2 separate regions of the Sus scrofa genome follow, and region 2 is linked to region 1. The links are chromatin contacts, called in public HiChIP or PLAC-seq maps. All regions are on one chromosome and are shown on one strand. Each heading gives the region's core, a stretch centred on a gene start, on an enhancer-like site or on the middle of the called end of the contact. The rest is flanking DNA. Distances are from core to core; before and after follow the strand shown.

What was found. HiChIP or PLAC-seq counts read pairs in DNA pulled down with a chosen protein or histone mark.
Region 2: a contact with region 1 is called in an H3K27ac HiChIP or PLAC-seq map of skeletal muscle, with 5 times the contacts expected there. The contact joins two enhancer-like sites. A contact is called at or near these places in 2 of 2 datasets of contacts at active chromatin or transcription factors (alveolar macrophages and skeletal muscle).

What each region holds. Positions count from the first base shown.
Region 1 is chr13:9,918,042-9,922,683 of Sscrofa11.1, forward strand. No RefSeq gene overlaps it. Among named protein-coding and RNA genes, the nearest start is that of UBE2E2, 84 kb to the right of the region's middle. Within about 2 kb of position 2,655, at least 10 of the 83 cell types and tissues checked have an H3K27ac peak or open chromatin away from gene starts, as enhancers often do. A contact at or near this core is called in skeletal muscle, where this site is marked.
Region 2 is chr13:10,509,665-10,514,306 of Sscrofa11.1, forward strand. No RefSeq gene overlaps it. Among named protein-coding and RNA genes, the nearest start is that of NKIRAS1, 200 kb to the right of the region's middle. Within about 2 kb of position 2,202, at least 11 of the 83 cell types and tissues checked have an H3K27ac peak or open chromatin away from gene starts, as enhancers often do. A contact at or near this core is called in skeletal muscle, where this site is marked.

The DNA.
Region 1 (4,642 bases), core at 1,405-3,904:
GGTTTGTTGTGCAGCAATAGATAACTGGAATACATGGCATCTGCAAAGCTTAACTTGAGCCACAATGTCAGCCCAGACAAGTGTCACACAAAGAAGTATGTGCAACCACACGCTCTTCTGCTTTGTTTATTTTTATTAAGGGGTAGCAAACCACTGGGGTAAACACCTCTCCAGTAAGAGCAATCTGGAAGACAGGAGTATTAAAACATCAGACAGAGATACAATCGAATTATTATCAAGCAATTGCAACATAAAAAGAGTAGGCGCTGACAGCATCTCAGAACCTATTACTTTGCTGTGCAATTGCAACATAACAAAAGCACCAGTCAGAGATGTCATCACAAAGACAAGTGAAATCAATACTGACTCTAAAATACATTACAACCCACTTTTAAATAAATATGTAAAATCTGCTTTAAATTGATTCTAGCTCAGTGGGGAGCAAACTGCTGGAACAATTTTTACATACAAAGCCCAACAAAAAGAACAGGGAAGAAGCACCCGGGACATCACAGCTTGAAGAGATGTCCTTCCACGAAAACTCACTCTGCGATGTGTCGTCCTTTACACGCAACGACAGATTCCACCTCATGGATCTCAAAAGCTCTGCTCTGGGAGAGAAAAACCAACATCTTCAAACTGTAGTAGCTAGAGAGTTATAAAAAATTTTCTTTGTTTTAAATTTAAAATTCCAAGTGTTCTTTTATGTCAGTTCAGTTGCCTAAGAAATCTGCTCAGAGGGAGCAATGAAAAGTGTTAAGTTTCTCGTTGATTGTTTTGCTTAGGTTTGTTTGTCTGATTGGTTGGTTGGTGGATTATTGGTTTTGGAACCAGGTACCATACTAGTTGATATGCACTTAATATAGGCTTACTGGCATCTCTGTACAGGGTGCTATTCAAGGCACTGGCACCATGGAGATGAAAGATAGGAAGGCCATAATCCTTGCCCTCTAAGAGTTTGCATGTCAGTAAAGGAGATAAAGGTGTATCTGAAGTATTCTTGTGGGGAGTTCCCATTGTGGCTCAGTGAAAATGAATCTGACTAGCATCCATGAGGACGAAGCAGGATTCCCACATAGTGTCCTTGAAGATGCAGGTTTGATCCCTGGCCTCACTCAGTGGATTAAGGATCCAGTATTGCTGCAAGCTGTGGCGCAGGTCACAGATGTGACTCGGGTCTGGTGTTGCTGCGGCTGTGGTGTAGGCCTCAGCTGCAGCTCCACTTCAACCCCTGGCCTGGGAACTTCCATACACCACAGGTATGGCCATAAAAAGGAAAAAATAATAACCTATACAGGAAAGAATCTGAAAAAGAATGGACATATGTATATGTATAACTGATTCATTTTGCTATAACTGAATCCAACACAACATTGTAAGTCAACTATACTCCAAAACTTTTTCAAAAAAACTCTGGTAAACACAGTTTTAATTTAATTTAATTTAAAAATTTTAATTTAATTAAATAGTCCAAATCTTTTTTTTTTTTTTTTTTTTTTTTTTTTGCTTTTTTTTCTTAGTGCTGAACACAAGCATATGGATGTTCCCAGGCTAGGGGTCAAATCGGAGCTGTAGCTGCCTGCCTACACCACAGCCACAGCAAAACCAGATCCAAGCCATGTCTGCAGCCTATACTACAGTTCATGGCAACGCTGGATCCTTAACCCATTGAGCGAGCAAGACCAGGGATCGAACCCGCATCCTCATGGATACCAGTCGGGTTTGTTACCACTGAGTCACAATGGGAACTCCCCAAATCACATTTTAAATCCATGACTATAAATGCACCCCCACCTCCATCCTTCTTTCCAAGATGGCAACCTCCTTAGAAAAAATAACTGTTGCTTACACTTTTTTTGAATCTTTCACCATGTGCTTCAGGTCTGTTGCTACACAGCAGTGCTCAGTTAATGTGTATGGAATTAATGAGCGCAGAGGATCTGATATAAGACCTACTCCAGGACACCTGGTTTAGTGTCCCAGACTCTCCTTACCTACTTCCGTGGTATACATTGTTCTTGTTCTCATCTTCTCATTTTAAAAGCTATCTATGCAGTTTTAGTAAAACGTGAAGTGTTCCCTTCAGAATTTTGTATTTTGAGCTTTGTCATGAATTGTGCAATAAAAGATTTGGTCCCTGGACAAGAAAGCAGTCCTCCTGCATGTACTTGAAATAGAGAGATGACCGACTAAAGACATGAGTCTTGGCGTCATGACCTTATTTTCAAGTAGAAAGTGGCCCCAACAGTCATGTGGTCCACAGTCTACCAGCTTTGCAAGAGACTACAAAATGTTTGCGATCTGATGAAAGATTTATTGACTCTACAATATGAAAAGAAACTTGCAAAACTGAAGTGAAAACTGCTTAATTAAACCCCTTCAAAGCATAAACTTATATCGCCTAGATGATTGCACCTCAGCGTTTACATCATTGCATGGATGTGAGCTGTGAGCACCTTTTAATGTATGTTAGGACAGGGGTGAACTGTTAGGACACAGAGGGGACTGTTCTTAAGTCTCCAGCCTTTGTTCTGCCCACCCCCTGTTTTTCCCTAACAAGGCTTTGGTTTTGTTCAGATACTCAGCCCCTCCCCAGGCAGCTGGGTGCCTCAGGGAAAACTGACCCACGTTCTAGAAATAAACTGTATGGTCTAACGGTGATATCACTCCCTTTGGCAGTGGTTGGTTCAGAAATTGGCATACAACTCAATTCTGACCCGTGAGATATGGAAAGAATTCTGCTGAGGGAGGGGTGTTCTTGGAGAAAGTTCCTGCTCTTCTAAAAGAGAGGCAGTCCCTTCTGCCTGAAATGTTTCTGTCTGAATATGATGCCTGAAACTCCTCCAGCCATTCTGCTGAAACCTGAGGAAAAACCAACACTGAGGAAGACAGAATGAAGAGATAGAAAGTCTCTGAGTCCTTGATAACACAATCAAGTGTCTGAATCCACCTAGGCTACTTGAACTTCCTACCACAGAAGAAAAAAATGTCTCCTCTCCTTAATCTGGTTTCACTCACTGTATTCTCACTGCCTTCTAGGTACCTGTCAGCCGAACCAAAGGGAAGACTCCCCTTCCTGATTCTCTGCTATCTGTCGCATTCAGAGAAGGACAAAATGCCTTGCTGTCACTGGCTGTCAGTCACTCAGCACAACCAGCACAGTAACCACATTACACTGGTTCCCAGTCAGTTAGTGCTACCCATTTGAATAGAAGATATTCCTTCTCATATCGGTGGAACACATTCACTCTTGACAGTGGCTAAATTCAGCCTTGTGTCTCTGGGTTCAGTAAATTGTTGCCCATTGGATATAATCTGAGGACCACTGGGGAGCTGAATGGACAAAAATATCTCCACCAGATTTCCACCATCAAAGGCAAGGCTATGAAACACACAGACCAAGATATCTATAGCTCCTACCTAAGTAATCATTTGTGAGCCCACCTGGAATTTTGACCTACAGAACTGTGTGATAATAAATTGAGTGTTCTTATAAGCCATGAAATTGGTGATAATTTGTTACACGGCATTAGAAAAGAACTAGGATGTAATATAAATCGTGCAAATTTTTTGAAACACACAAAACTGATCGTGTACGCTAGGGGTCCGCAAACCAAAACTCATGGACTAAATCAAGCCCATGACCTGTTCTTATACAGCCCACAAGCTGAGGATGGTTTTTCCATTTTTAAAAGTTTGTGAAAATTAAAAAAGAAGAATATATGACAGAGACTCTACGTGGCCCCCCAAACCGAAAATGTTTACTGTCTGTCCATTTACAGAAAAAAGAGCCCCTGCGATATGCTATTTATTAACATGTTGATGTATAGGGACAAGTATTGGTAATAGCTCAGGATCCACACTGTGCTGGATCATTGCGGCATTTGCCCTCTCTGGTCTGTTCTATAGCACCTTTCCTGCCCTGGGAGGCTGGAGAGTAGGGACCACAGGTGCCTCAAATTCCTTGCTGAGGGTGGACAGCACGGCACCAACAAGGGGTCAGAGCCTTGGAGAAAGGCGAGATTAGGATGTCCATTCACTCTTCTTTGTCCTGAGCACTGCTTTAGGCAGATATGTCCCTCAATGAAAGGCATAGCTCCTTTCAAGGCCACTGACCTACACAGATCTCTCCCCCAGATCCCGGGACCTGATCCTCCTTCTCCTATTTAGCCCAGCCACCTGACATCCCTAGTGATGTCCCACCTTCTTCTCCCCTTGAGTGCGACCCCAAGTGCTAACTGTCGTGCTCACCTCTGGGGTGAAAGGAATGAGAGATGAGAAACAGAAAACTTCCAGTTGATCAGTAGCTGTTTCATTCATAACAGGAGCCAAAGCAAATATAACAAATTCTTCATGGTGGCTGATTCTAGATGGCAAAAACACACACTTTTTTCCCCCCTCTTTTTTTTTTTATTACTCAATGAATTTATCACACCTGTAGTTGTACTATGATCATCACAATGCAATTTCACAGGATTTCTATCCACAACCCAAGCACACACCCCCCGCCCCCCAAACTGTCTCCTTTGGAGACCATAGTTTTTCAAAGTCTGTGAGTCAGCATCTGTTCTGCAAAGAAGTTCAGTCTGTCCTTTTTTTCAATGAAAGCATTTGATGTTGGTGTCTCATTGTATGGCTGACT
Region 2 (4,642 bases), core at 952-3,451, 590 kb after region 1:
ACCTCTAGGCAGATTTTTTTTCTACTAAATACAGTGCTCGATAGGTTCAATCCTATCCAGGGCCAACTATAAAGTCACAACATGGATTTTCAAATGTGTGGGGGTCGGGTGCCCCTAACCCCTGCCTTGTTCAAGGGTCCACTGTATTCTAAATAAGGGCAAGAGAGGTTATAAGAAAGAAGGGAAGAGTACAGAGGCTACCAGATATTTAGGATTGTGTAGGGGGAATATTGCAAAACTGGGTTTCTCTCTCCTTGTGACGGGAAGTCCTAGCATTTGGCTTTCTGGCTAGGAGAAATATACACACAGAGATGCAAACGAAACCTGGAATTCGTCCTATACCTGAGGAGACTCTGCTATAGGATGATCTGGTGAACACATTAGTGCGCTAATCCCTCTCTTGGGTGACTGGGAAATTTGTACTTCATTTTCTCCATTTATTAAGTGGGAATGGACATCTCTGCCCTGATTTTCTCATGAATATGTTACATCATCATGGGATGATCAGCCTGATCTTATGGGTTGAATGAAGTAAACTGCTCCCTCTCAGGGGATGTGTTAAATGGGTCTCCGTTAATTCCAGTTGAATGAATAAATCAATTTCAGCTGACAGGTTGGTTTCCTGCTGCTCCAAAAGTTTTTGCAATGAGGAGAATTTACTTTCTCTTTATTAACTGAGACGGCTGGAGCTCAGAGCTACTTGAGGTCTCCTAAAGAAACAGCCTAAAGAATACGATGATAACATGGAGTTCCCGTTGAGGCTCAGTGGTTAACGAATCCGACTAGGAACCATGAGTTGTGGGTTCGATCCCTGGCCTTGCTCAGTGGGTTAAGGATCCGGAGTTGCCGTGAGCTGTGGTGTAGGTTACAGATGCGGCTCGGATCCTGTGTTGCTGTGGCTCTGGCGTAGGCTGGCCTACAGCTCCAATTAGACCCCTAGCCTGGGAACCTCCATGTGCCCAGGAGCAGCCCTAGAAAAGGCAAAAAGACAAAAAAAAAAAAAAAAAAAAAAAAAAAAAGAATATGATGATAACCTAACACAGGTATACGGTAGATGCATCCTTTAACCTAACACTGGTATACGTTAGATGCATCCTTTAACCTATCAGCATAGATGATTTTAGAATCTAGCCTTCTGGGGAGTTCCTGTTGTGGTTCATTCAGTTAAGAATTCGACTAGTATCCATGAGGATGCAGGTTCGATCCCTGGGTTCAATCCCTAGTCCTGATCCTTGGGTTAAAGATCTGGTGTTGTTGTGAGCTGTGGTGTAGGCTGGCAGCTGCAGCTCAGATTTGACCTCTAGCCTGGGAACTTCCATAAGCAGCCCTGAAAAGAATAAAAAAAAAAAAAATCTAACCTTCTAAATAAGAGGAAAAAGGGCAAGTGTTGGGCTGTGCACTGAGCACTGAGGGACAGGAAGCCCACCAGTATCTGGGATCCAGTTGGAGACACGAAGCAAAGTCTGGATACGCTTCTGAGGAAGTGGTTCTGAGGCTCTGACTCCTTGTCTAGAGCTACAACCTGACTTCTTGCTCTTCTCCTTGTAAATCCCGTGCTGAGGGGTTACCCACCCTCCACATCTTTGTTTGTCTGGGTACCTAGACTTCCTAACCTCCCAGGGACCACGACTAAAGCCCAGCTCAAATGCTGCCTCCTTCAGGAGACACCCCTCCCCACAACCCTAGGCCTTCCCGGCTGGAGATCACCTCTCCATATCCCCTTCTCCAGCGATCACTCCCATCACACAGTTTCTTTTGGGTCTCTTCTCACATAATAGCAATGTGTAGATCCCCTTTCCTTCTAAATAGCAAACTTCCCAAAGCTAGACCTTGTGCATTATTAATTGCTGGATTGCCTGGAGCCTAGCACGATGTGAAAAGCCCCATAGCAGAGCAATAATTATTCACTGGATTGAATCCAAATAGGGAAATGGCTACAAGCCACGTGTGAGTCTGGAGGAAGCCGGACCCTGGTGCTGACAGCACTCAGGGCAGGTTTCAGAGGTTAGCTCAGCCCTAATCCTTAGATAAGTGGGCTGTTGTTCGTATCAGAACTGTTCTGCACTGAACGCCACATAGTGCACATTGTTTTCGTGATGTCATTCATCTGGAGAGGCAGCATCTCAGCCAGCCAGTGTTCCTTTCGGAGATCCATCTTTGCTCCAGGGCCAGGTGGCGGTGAGCTTGGTGTCTGAGTCCAAGCGGGGCCTGGGTTGGTTCTGTCTCAATGTCAGAGGAAAAGGGAGCCAGGAATGAAAGTCGACAAAGCACCCTAGGGATGTGTTTGATCCCGAGAACTCACACGGAGGAAAAGCCTCCCATCTCCATGGAAAAACTGACACTTTCTCCAGCCAGCTGTGTGAGTGGAAGAGATGGGGAAATTTGTAATAATTTGCAAGTTTGCCCAGAGGATGGAGTTGTGTCATTTTTCCTGCAACAATCTGTGCTGCTGGCTGACAGCATGGAATTTCTTCTTGGGTTGAGTTGGCGATTATTCACAGACTGTGCAAAACCAAAAACAGTGGCTTGTCCAAATCTGCTTAAGAGAGTACCAAAGTGGAGGGTGGATGGCATTCCTGAGTTGAGGCTGTTCTGCTCTTTGACCTCCTCAGTGGTCCATTTCTTCTCTCTGATTTCATCCAGCCCCCTGGCTTGACTGGCCACTTGCTGGCTGGCTTGATCTCTTGACAACCAGTCTTTGGACAGTCCCTTCCTGGGCCTGGACTGGAGCCTTCTCTCCCAGGCCCACACAGCATCTTTCCTTGCAGGCATCTCAGAGACAGATGGTGCAGTAACCTGGGAAACGCTACCTAGGGCCAGCAAGAGATGCAGGTTTCAGATTGCTGGGAAGATTTCTCTCTGGGGTACCACAGGCTCTGAAACTAGGGAAGCCAGGGCCTCCCCATGAATCCCCAGTTTTAGAGTGATTGATTAATAAAGCTGACAGAGACGTCTCGTGGCCAGCCTGCCCTTTCTTAACATTTCTGACACCTTTTTCTCTGATCCCTTACTACCTGATGGAGAGTAGAGGAGGTGGTTTCTGTGTCCATCTCTCTTACTCTCTAGCTCAGGCGCGCTTTTACACACAGCTGCTTTCTGGTAGTGCGATTCTTGCAAATCTGCCAGAATAGGGTTGCCAGATAAAATACAAGAGGCCCAGTTAAATAAGCAATTTAAATAAACAATGAATAATTTTCTATATAAGTATTTCCCAAATACTGCCTGGGACACACCTATACTAAAATTATTTGATGTTTATCTGAAATTTAAAATTATCTGGGTCTTGTATTTTTCCTTGCTCCATCTGGCAAGTCTAGCCAGAAAGAACTTAGAGCCTTTCTATAACTCTTGTCAGCCATCTGTTATTTATCTCAGCAGCAGGTATTTCTAAGGCATGGTAGATCCCTTAGCTGATCTTATCAAAATGCTGCTCAGGAGACAGGTTCAATCCCTGGCCTCACTCGGTGGGTTAAGGATCCAGCATTGCCATGAGTTGTGGTATAAGTCGCAGACAAGGCAGAGATCTGGCATTGCTGTGGCTGGTGGCTACAGCTCCAATTCGACGCTAGCCTGGGAACTTCCATGTGCCGAGGGTGCGGCCCTAAAAAGACCAAAACAACAACAACAAAACCCCACTATAAACAAAGACAAAATGCTTATAAGCCAATGACCTCAGAATTCAGTGGCTTCAAACAGTAATCCTTTATTCTTGCGGATTTGTGGGTCAGTGGGTGTTGGTTGATCTATGTCAGCTTGGCATGTCTCTCGTCTTCCGTTTTTTTTTTTTGGCCATGCCTGTGTCATGTGGAAGTTCTTGGGCCAGGGATTGAACCCATGCCACAGCAGTGACCACACTGGATCCTTAACCCACTGAGACACCAGGGAATTCCTTTTGTCCTCTTCTTGAGATCTGTGAACTGGCCCAAGGCAGTCCTTGGCAGTAAAGAAGCCCAAGAGCAAGGCCAAGTGCACAAGGCTTTGAAGCCTTTGCACACATGACACAAGCCAACATTCCATTAGCCAAAGCAAGTCACGTAGACAAACACACTATCAGGACCTGGAAATGTAAGCAATGTAGGTCCAGGGAAGGGGGAAGGGTTGAACCACTCTCTCCTATGAGAAAAGGCACAGTGGAAAGATGACAAGCTTAGAGTCTGACCCCGCTTTGCCACTTCGCAGCCGTGAGACCTTGAAAAACTCTCTGAACCTCTGTTTCCTTATCTCTGAACTAGGGCTTTGGCAAAGGTTAGAGTGACTCAACTAAATGGGAGCTATCATTATGGTCAAGAACAGGTGTCATTGGGGGATGGTGTAGCTATGACTGCCAGTGTCCGTCTCCTAACCCCTAAACTTCTGATTCTGTTTCAGAGTTTCCGGGAAGACTGTGGCCAGGGGGCTGCCCAGAGGAACTGCGGCGTGTGGGTGCAGCAGCGCAGGGGTGAGCTTCTGTGCTGGTGTCTCTGCCCCTCCGCCTGCAGCCTCACTCCGTCCTGGCAGGTCCTGCAGACAGGTGAACTCACCCCTACTGTGAGTTGTGGAGGCAAGGCTGAGCTGTTCTCGGTTTGATCTGCTTCTGGAATCAAAGTTCCTTCCTTCTCTAGAAAGGGATCTGCTTCCAAGGGGCTAAAGCCATCTGAAGCTC